Regions from separate parts of the Danio rerio genome. Here region 1 is linked to region 2. The links are chromatin contacts, called in public Micro-C maps. All regions are on one chromosome and are shown on one strand. Each heading gives the region's core, a stretch centred on a gene start, on an enhancer-like site or on the middle of the called end of the contact. The rest is flanking DNA. Distances are from core to core; before and after follow the strand shown. Region 1 overlaps rras2 (RAS related 2). Region 2 overlaps pde3b (phosphodiesterase 3B).

The links. Hi-C and Micro-C count contacts between places; a contact is called where the count stands out from the background.
Region 1: a Micro-C map of caudal fin shows a contact between it and region 2, with 2.5 times the contacts expected there. The contact joins two enhancer-like sites. A contact is called at or near these places in 3 of 18 Hi-C or Micro-C datasets (caudal fin, hematopoietic stem cells and an unstated tissue).

What each region holds. Positions count from the first base shown.
Region 1 is chr7:27,900,757-27,905,377 of GRCz12tu, forward strand. rras2 (RAS related 2) reads left to right here. Exons shown (of 6, transcript NM_001017815.1): 2 at 1,515-1,602; 3 at 2,873-2,975. Among named protein-coding and RNA genes, the nearest start is that of tub, 19 kb to the right of the region's middle. Within about 2 kb of position 2,980, at least 21 of the 62 cell types and tissues checked have an H3K27ac peak or open chromatin away from gene starts, as enhancers often do. A contact at or near this core is called in caudal fin, where this site is marked.
Region 2 is chr7:27,758,501-27,763,073 of GRCz12tu, forward strand. The region is part of intron 1 of pde3b (phosphodiesterase 3B); the gene reads right to left. Among named protein-coding and RNA genes, the nearest start is that of cyp2r1, 46 kb to the left of the region's middle. Within about 2 kb of position 1,646, at least 7 of the 62 cell types and tissues checked have an H3K27ac peak or open chromatin away from gene starts, as enhancers often do. A contact at or near this core is called in caudal fin, where this site is marked.

The DNA.
Region 1 (4,621 bases), core at 1,730-4,229, 140 kb after region 2:
GAGCTTTCCCATGTTCATATTTTTTATTTCAGTGTTTTGTTTTGAGTGTGAGCCAAAACAAATGCTCTTTATGCTCGTACATATCTCAGTCAAAGCTTAAGTTTAAGGCCTCCTATTTTAGCCACTTTACAAGGTGTAAGATAAGCCTGGGTGTATCCAGAATGTGTCTGTAAAGTTTCAGCTCAAAATATCCATCAGGTAATTTATTATACCCTGCTGAAAATGTTAACATTGAGTTTTGAGGAAATTTTTGCCGTTTATTTTTTATTTTTTGTAGTCTGTGCTTTAAATTAGCTGGTTCATCCCAACCACCATTACGACACGTGTGTTTGATTCTCCTTTGTCATTAATAAGCAGTCAGTGACTACGTTTGGACATCAGTAATCAAATTATTTTCCTTAATCTGAATAGGACAATAATATGATTAATGTGTTTAAATGAATGTTTCTTTCATTATCTCCTTTTGCATGTTATAGCACATACATCAATTGACATCACTGCGTCACCAGACTATCCATGTTTTCTTCTGGAGTTTCATGTAATTTCGGGTGTTTCATTTGATATTTTTCAACTTTAACTGCAGTTTGGCAGTTTCATTCATGCTCTCACAACAAACTGAGGTATTGGATGCGAGTTTGAAGTAAGGACCGGTGTTTTAATAGAATTTAATACTGCACGCGAAAAAAAAAAAAAAAACTTTCAGCATTTCATGATGTGTATGTGTGTGATTTACTTGTTGTTGTGTTAATTCAAGCCTTTCTGCAATGACGAGTCACACACAATGTCGTTGCAAAATTCACACAAGTTGAACTGTCTACTGTATTTTAAAGACTACTTGCTACCTAATATACACTACTGTATGGATAATCGTTGTTACTGTACAAAATAAACCTGATTTACATCCACAAACCGGGATTAAAACGTCCTCTTTATAGTTGTACTTACATTATGCAGCTGTGGTGATTCCAGCAGTTATGAATTACACAGCGATTTTACGTCTTTTCTTCATTACAAACATGCTGTTTTAAGAACATTTTATAGATTCAGAAAATGCAAAAAGAGCTGCATATCGATAAATAATGTTATGATAGCTGATTTAACATTAAGTTATGATTAAATTGCCTCTTGTTACAGTTATGAAATAGTATGATAACGAGCAGAAAATGTTGATGGGCCAATGACAAGACCACATTCAAATGGATGTCAAGATCTACCTTCCTAAAGATTTCATTTGCAACCAATATCAAACACACCTGCCTGTAATAATCAAGTGCTGTTTAGGTCCTAATTAATTGATTCAGGTGTGTTTGATCAGGGTTGGAGCTGAACTCTATAGGAAGGTAGCTCTCCAGGAACAGGGTTGAGCAGCCCTGGTCTAAAGCATCAAAATCTGATGAGGTTGTTTTATGGTGACCAGATGTAATCCTAACAAAAAATTTGGATGTGATGTTATGCCTGAACTGTATATTTTATTTTGAAGTTCCTTATGTTGTTTTCTTTCTGTTTTTGTGTAGTCATACTTCGTCACTGACTATGACCCCACGATTGAAGACTCGTACACAAAGCAGTGTGTGATTGACGAGAGGCCTGCACGGCTGGATAGTAAGTACACTGCTGATGGACGAAGGAGTCTGATTCTTAAATAAATCTTAGGATTATTCTACAATGTAGAAGTGCGCTTGTTTTTGCACTTGTTTTAGAACTTCCGATTCAGTAGCTATGGGAGAAATGACTAGGAATAACAAACGGCAGAAAACAGTCTAACTACTTCCTCCACAAACAAGTTTATTCATGATTATACATTAAAAGCAGAATAGTATATCAGGAAAATGTCAGGTTGCAACATCAAGCAGCATAATGAGCTATTTTTAACATCTACAAATCAATGGAAGTGAATGAGATCGAAAGTCTGAAGACAAAAAGATTTTAAGGGCCAGCTCTTACGTGAAGCATAAGGTCAATAATTCATTCCTGTGATGGTCATTATTTCAGTATTAAGTGTCAAATGATCATTCAGAAATATTTCTTATCTTATATAGATTTGCTGCTCATGAAATAATTCTTCTTCTTATTATTATTATATTATGTAGATAATGCTGTTTTCTCAGCTCTTTTTTGTACGTGAGTTTATTTTGTTATTGAGAGGAAAACGCACAGCTATGGCGATTTGGGGAAAATATCTGATTGCGATTTTTATTTTTATTATTATTTTTTGATAGATATTGCGATTTTTTTTTTTTTTTTTTTTTTTTTCGATTTGATTTGCAATTTATTTTTGTAGTCAAGTGTCAGCTCAATAATCTGTATCATAGCTTCTTACTGTTAAAATGCATTGAGAGTTATTTAAAAAAGGAACTGAAAAGATATTACCTTAAACATTTTTTCAAATTAATTTTAAAATATTCAGAAATAAAACACTTATTTTTCTCTACTAGAGCAAACAGTTTCTTATTTTGCTGGTGTTTTTTGTAATTGCATACACTTTCCTAAATTGCAGATCAATAAACTCTCTCGGCCACCATAAAAAAAGCATTTTGACATTATTTCTTAAAACAGCACAGTACAAAATAATATGAATTTGTAATTCATGCTGACTTTAATGTGAACAAGTCTTTGATAACAGAATAGGCCACTAACTCACAGTATTGCAGGCATCATTTAAGACAGCGGTTAAAAAAGGAAGCAAACTTTGGTCTCTTCATACGATTATTATTTACTCTCTATTTAAGATTCTTACATGTCAGTAAATACTCTAGTCAGTTCAAAACTGCCAAAAATACAAGACAGAGCACAGCTATGGAGCTATTATTGATGATCAAAGCTACAGTGCTAATGTGACTAAATGCTAACATGGTGGTTTTGTGTTTGTTAGTCCTGGATACAGCAGGACAGGAAGAGTTCGGAGCCATGAGAGAACAATACATGAGGACAGGGGAGGGTTTCCTTCTGGTCTTCTCTGTCACCGACCGGGGAAGGTGAGCAAACGTTCCACTCACGCTTTCTCTCTCAACTTTCTCTCCTTCTTCCCCTTTCCCTCCACACGGCCTGTCTCAGTTTCACTTTCATTCAGTTTCAGGCTTGCCGTTTTTAATTCACATCAAACCACCTCCCTTTACTCAGTCACATCGCCGTCTGTAGCTGTAAAATTAGAGATGATGCTTAATTACACCTCAGGGTTTTGTCTGCAGTTACAGTAAATAGATCTCACGCACATTGCAGAGCAGTGTGTATTTGGTCGTTGTGGGAGTGTTTGTGCCCTCTCGGTCTGTCCCAGTTTGTGTTTATGCTGTAAACAGACTTTCCTTCCTCCGTTTACATTACGGATGGCACAGACCTCTCAGAGCACACTCTCCAGAGTCCATGACAAGCATTTCCTCCTGAATGACATTTAAACGGCTCGAACTGTTAGAATCAACAGAGAGCTCATATCAGTGTCCTTTTCTTCCCAGTTTACACACACACACACACACACACTCTGTCTCTCTCTCTCTCTCTCTCTCTCTCTCTCTCTCTCTCTTTCTCTATGATGGCTTTCAGTCATCTGACAGCATTACTGGAAAGTTTATAGTAACGGCATGAGAACTGGGTGACCTTGTGTCATCCTGTGTACTGTGATGCTGCTCTGTGGGCCAGAACAGAAAGAGAGTGAGACACAAACACAAGTCTTGCCAATAAAGCTCTATTAAATTGAATTTAATAAAAATTAATTAAATTAAAATGAATTCAGTTTAATAATAAAACATTTTAAAAAATTATATATTTTAAAATGTTTAAAAATAAAATAAATAAAATAAAAAAATTAAGTACATACAATATTAAAAATGTGATTTTAATAAAAAAATGATTAATTATTGAAAATTAATTTAATTTAATTGAATAAAAAAACATAAAAACATTTTAAAATAAAATGCAAAAACTAAATAAATTTAATAAAAAATACAAAAGTAAATATTAATTTCTTTTTATAAAAAAATAAAATACATTGAATTAAGAGGTGGTTTAAAATCATTTTAGTTTCTTTTTTTGTTAAAATACATTCCTGATTTAAGCATATCCAAAATACACTCAAATGCCATTAAAAATGATTACATTCGTCAGTTCTGACATTCTAAATTATGTTATTCTGAGATATTTCTGCTGAAACTAATAACTAGGCCCATGTGAAATCTGCAGCCACAGAAATATGCCATGTTTTTTTTTTTTTTTTTGTCAGTCCATCATTGAGCCCGTTTATTTACCATTATAAAGCCTGAATGATAAGCCTGTCTGGATTTATTCTGCGGGAACAAAACTGCCTGAATTTACTTTATTCCTTACTCAATACATCAACATTATATTTAGAGACCAGTTCTATTCTTATTCTTGCTGCAATCAAACACAAAAACAATACTTAAGGATCAGGTTCTGTCAACCCTAGGCCTTTATTGTCCCTTGTTTTCCATATAGCCAATTTTGCAGTCCTTGCTAGACTTTTCTTGCTTTAGGGTTAGTTTAGAAAAAGAGCTCCGCTTTGTGTGTGTGTTTTCATTGCAGAATATATTGATATCAAATGATGTTTAACAGAGCAAGGAAATTTTCACAGTATGTCTGATAATATTTTTTTCTTCTGGAGAAAGTCCTA
Region 2 (4,573 bases), core at 396-2,895:
ACAATAAGTTTGTTTGCAGCCAAAAATAATGACTACCCTTAAGCCACTGCACGATATAGAAAAATCTGATAATCTGATATTTTATTCTTCTTTTATTTTAGGAAATAGATTGGGGAGTTTAAGAGTATTCAGGTTAACACATTAAATAATCACAATTCAAAAAAAAAAATTTCTTACTTTGCTTTTAATGCTTTGTCTCATTTCTAGTCTTTATATATCAATATAAGGGTACCTAGCACGACAAAAAGGTACCAAAAAGTAAAGCTAGACAAGCAGCTGAATGCTATTGGTTTACAGAGAAGCTTCACTAGTACATATACAAGCCATGAGAAAGAAGAAAATGATTCTTTGAGCAACCTAAAAGATGAACAGACAGCCATGTATAATTATTATTATCATCGCCTTTTGGACTATTATGAACTCGGAAATACTTTTTAACAGAAGTGACATGCTGGTGAAGATTAAAGATACAGATGAGAGGTTTGCACTTACTGTGGGCTATATTGCAGGTTGTTTTTAAACCCAAATAAGGATTAAATGTCTGCTGTGTGTAGTTTTTTTGTAAATGGTAACATATCGGAGACTGCAAGGGGCTGTTTGTGTTCATATATTGCATTTATTTATTTATTTATTCATTAGAGTTGCCGACATTACAGTAGGCTATTTTGCCGTATCCTTAATCTGCAATTAAAATCAAATCATGTCTATAGGAAGGTTAGTAATGAACATTTATACACAAGTATTTATGTGTATAAAGCCTCTGTTTTGTGAGAAGCGCTCCTCATATGTAAACGACCCGTACAGTTTTACATTTTCTTGAGCGAGAATGATGTCAACTGCAACTTTCTGTCGTACACCATTGGTACCCTATTGGCAGTGGAAACGCAAGCCTGATATAGGTGATCCGTGCCAACCTGTACCATACTATACCACTCTAAACTGCCCGATAAATCCTTCAAAACTACATAAATATAGCAAAATTGTCTTTATTTAATCAGTTTAATAAGTAATTTGTTGTTCACATACAAAATAATGCCTAAAGAAAAAATTGTTCACCAAAAAAAAAGGAAATTCTGTCATCATTTACTCACCCTTCACTTGTTTAAAACCATGAATAATCCATTGACTTTAACAATAATTTTTTTCCTACTATAGAAGTCGATGTGTACAATCAGCATTTTAAAAAATATCTTCTTTTGTGTTCATCAGAAGAAAAAAATGCTAAAGGTTTAAAACCATGTGAGGCAGAGTAAATAATGAATTTAGATTTTTTTTTTAAATGCCATATCTTTAAAACATACAATCCACATAAAGCCACTTTTGGTGTAACTAATGCTTTCCTCAAAATGCTGGTAGTCACTGACATAAATCGGGTTCATGTTTGTAACACCAACACTGTGAATTCAAATTGAAACAAGCAAATATAAAAAATAATAAACTGTTCAAATTTCCTTTAATCGATTACTTTAAAAATGCATGATTAATCGATTCTGAAAATAATCATCAGTTCCAGCCCTATAAGCTATATTTCACTGACTTTTTTATCATTAAAACAGAAGCACAAAACAGCAGGCCAAACACATGTAGATGTACACAAATACATTCACAGTCAGAGCACCAAACAAAACAGTTTCAGTTCTTTTAATGGCAGATAATCAGCAGATCCACTGTGGGCAAAAGTGTCATACAGTATTTGCATTACAACACACTACAGCAACTAAAACACTCAAAAGAGGTCTCTAGTCTGCAGCCATTCGCCTACAGAAGGTAAAAGCTACCATACTTAACGCAAAGAAATGCTAACAAACAACACGTGGGATCTGTGCTTACCAAGACTCTAGATAAAAAGTCAGGCCAGTCCTGTTTTTTTTTTTGTTAGGTTTGTTCTTTGACACTGTTATTATGAGTGTGTCAGTGTGTTTAAGAGCGAGACGAAGATTTTATATATATATATTATATATGTGTGAGTGTTGCGTGTGTTTGTGTTTGAGAGAATCTCAGCCGAGTGGCTAAATAACTGCACATCGTCTGAAAGCAGGAGGCCAAGCAGGGCTGGTCAAACAAAAACAGCATCATAAAAACCACAGAGCCAGTCAAGAGCTTCATCAACATCACACAACACAGCGGCTAGTGAAGCAGAACAACAAACCAACCCTTGATGAACACGTATCACCTTACACACACACGCACACACACATATACACGCCGATCTGCACTTCATGACTTTATGAAAATGAGAAACCTGTTATATTTGTTTAAAAACACAGCAAATGGTTTCGTGAAGTCAGTCATAAGCAAATATTGTACGATCAAATGAGAGGATAGTGACACTATGAAGCATGTTGAAGTTAGGTGCTGATATAATGTTTGCTTGCGAACTAAAACATTTTCTGTAACCCATTACAATAATTTTGTTTGAGTTTATTTAGCGCTGCAAATATTGGAAAAAATCTGATGTTGTGTGCGACATTTTTATTTTTCTGGGATAAATATTACAATGTAAATACAGTTTCACAAGATAGTTAAATAGCACTATTTGACATTTTTTTAGGGAGTTAACAGTATTCAGGTACAGAAATTGATTGATCGCAATGAAAAAAAGCTTTTCTTACTTTGCTTTGTGTCAGTTCTAGTCCAAATCTTAACAAAATTCTTAGATCAAGTAAAAATATTGTTTTGTACATGAGAAAAGGCAAAATTATAGCTTTTCCCAATTATCTGCCAGTGGGATAAGTTAAACAGTCTTGTTTTTGCTTTGAAATGTAGATATTTGACTAGAAACAAGGACAAGCAAAACATTATTATTATTATTATTATTATTATTATTTATTTATTTATTTTTAATTTCTATTTTTTTTGCATAAATCGTATAAATACAGCGATTAAATACAATTCTGTAGCTCCTGGTCAACTATAATCCAGACTTAAAGTCCCCAAGAAATCAAAACTAACCATATGATTTTGTTAGCTCACAATGACAGTTTTGGGGTGGACAATTCATCTGTGTGTGTCATTAAGAAGAAAAAAAATGTTTGCCCTTCTAATCTTTAATTGAAATCTGTAAAGGCACTTCCTGTTTGTTGTCCAGTTAAATCAGATTATGTGATTTTGAGGTAATGGCTAACTTTGAGCTAATATACTTCACTACACTGACAGTTTTGACAACAAACAGAAATGGTGAGCAGGAGCAGTCTGTTAGGTTGTAATAACTCTTCTAAACCCTGGTTTCCCGATCGTTCTGAATGAAATCATCCATTTAGTCTGCGGTAGAAAAAACAAGCCACGCTCACCGTTTCTCCAGGAACTGCGTCACAATACGAAAAAAAGCTTTTGGTTCTTTGTGACTTTAACATTGCATTTCTTTGCGATTTGACTATTGCGGAAGAGCACATTACAATATTGATACTGAAACAATATAGTGTGCAGCCTAACCACCATTCATTTTATATTTTTATAAATTTGCCAGGCATATAGAGAACTCATTTGATCACAAATTAAAATAATCAATTATAAGGATCACAGAGCAGTTCAAAATACAAATCAATTGTAATATTTATATTTTGCCACTGTAACAAAAATTTCTAAGTTTTTCCCAATTCTCTGTTTGAGGTCAATTACTCAATTATTAAAGATAAAAATAGGTTTGCTGTTTTTTTTTTTTTTTTTAATTGAACATGCATAAAATCACTTTTGTAAATTTAGTTTGATATGGATTCCAAACTGTAGCATCTCAAACATTTTATTATTATTTATTTTTATTAAATGTATTTCATTAAAAAAAATAAATTCAGCAAGAATGTATTAATCCAAACTGATGAAGGGCTTTTTACTGTTACAGTGAAACAAAAGGTCAGGAAATGATTTTTGAAATAATATCCACATCTGCATATTAGAATGAGGAATAAACAGAATATTTCTATAATTGCTATACAAATAACAACAAAATAAAACACTTTCTGCACTTAACAATATTTTTGTATTGCTTGTTCAAACTACATAAAATAAGATAAAACAACTATACATGGGACAATAACTGTTTTCAAGGCATACCGTGGTTTGGAAAAAAAAATAAAAAAAATCAAGGTTTTAAAACCGCCTACATTTTCTTTAATGTTGTTCTAAGTTGTGCAAGTATGTGTACGATTTTTATTTACATTTATTTTTTGTTTTTTAGGACAACAGTATCTCCAGCTGAAAAAATATCCAAAGATGCCGTTTTAAATTGTAGTGAAATCTGTGTTTTTGAAACAAATGAAGAAAGCAGAAGTCAATGATTCATTTGATTTATTATTTACGTTATCTTAATTCCTTTACGTTGTCCATGCACAAACCGAATGTGTGGAAACCAGGATTTATTTACAGCGTGTAACCTTCATAAAAATCCCATGTGGTACTAATAAAATGCATTATCCTGTAATGCTTCACAAAAAAGGCAGGAAACTCGAGGATTGATATAAAGATGAAAGCTTAAATAAAAAATGCAATAAAAATGCAATGACTAATATTTAAAATCTGAAATGACTGGGTCCAACTCTGAATGTACACAAAAGGTAAAGGCTTTTAGTCTGCAAAA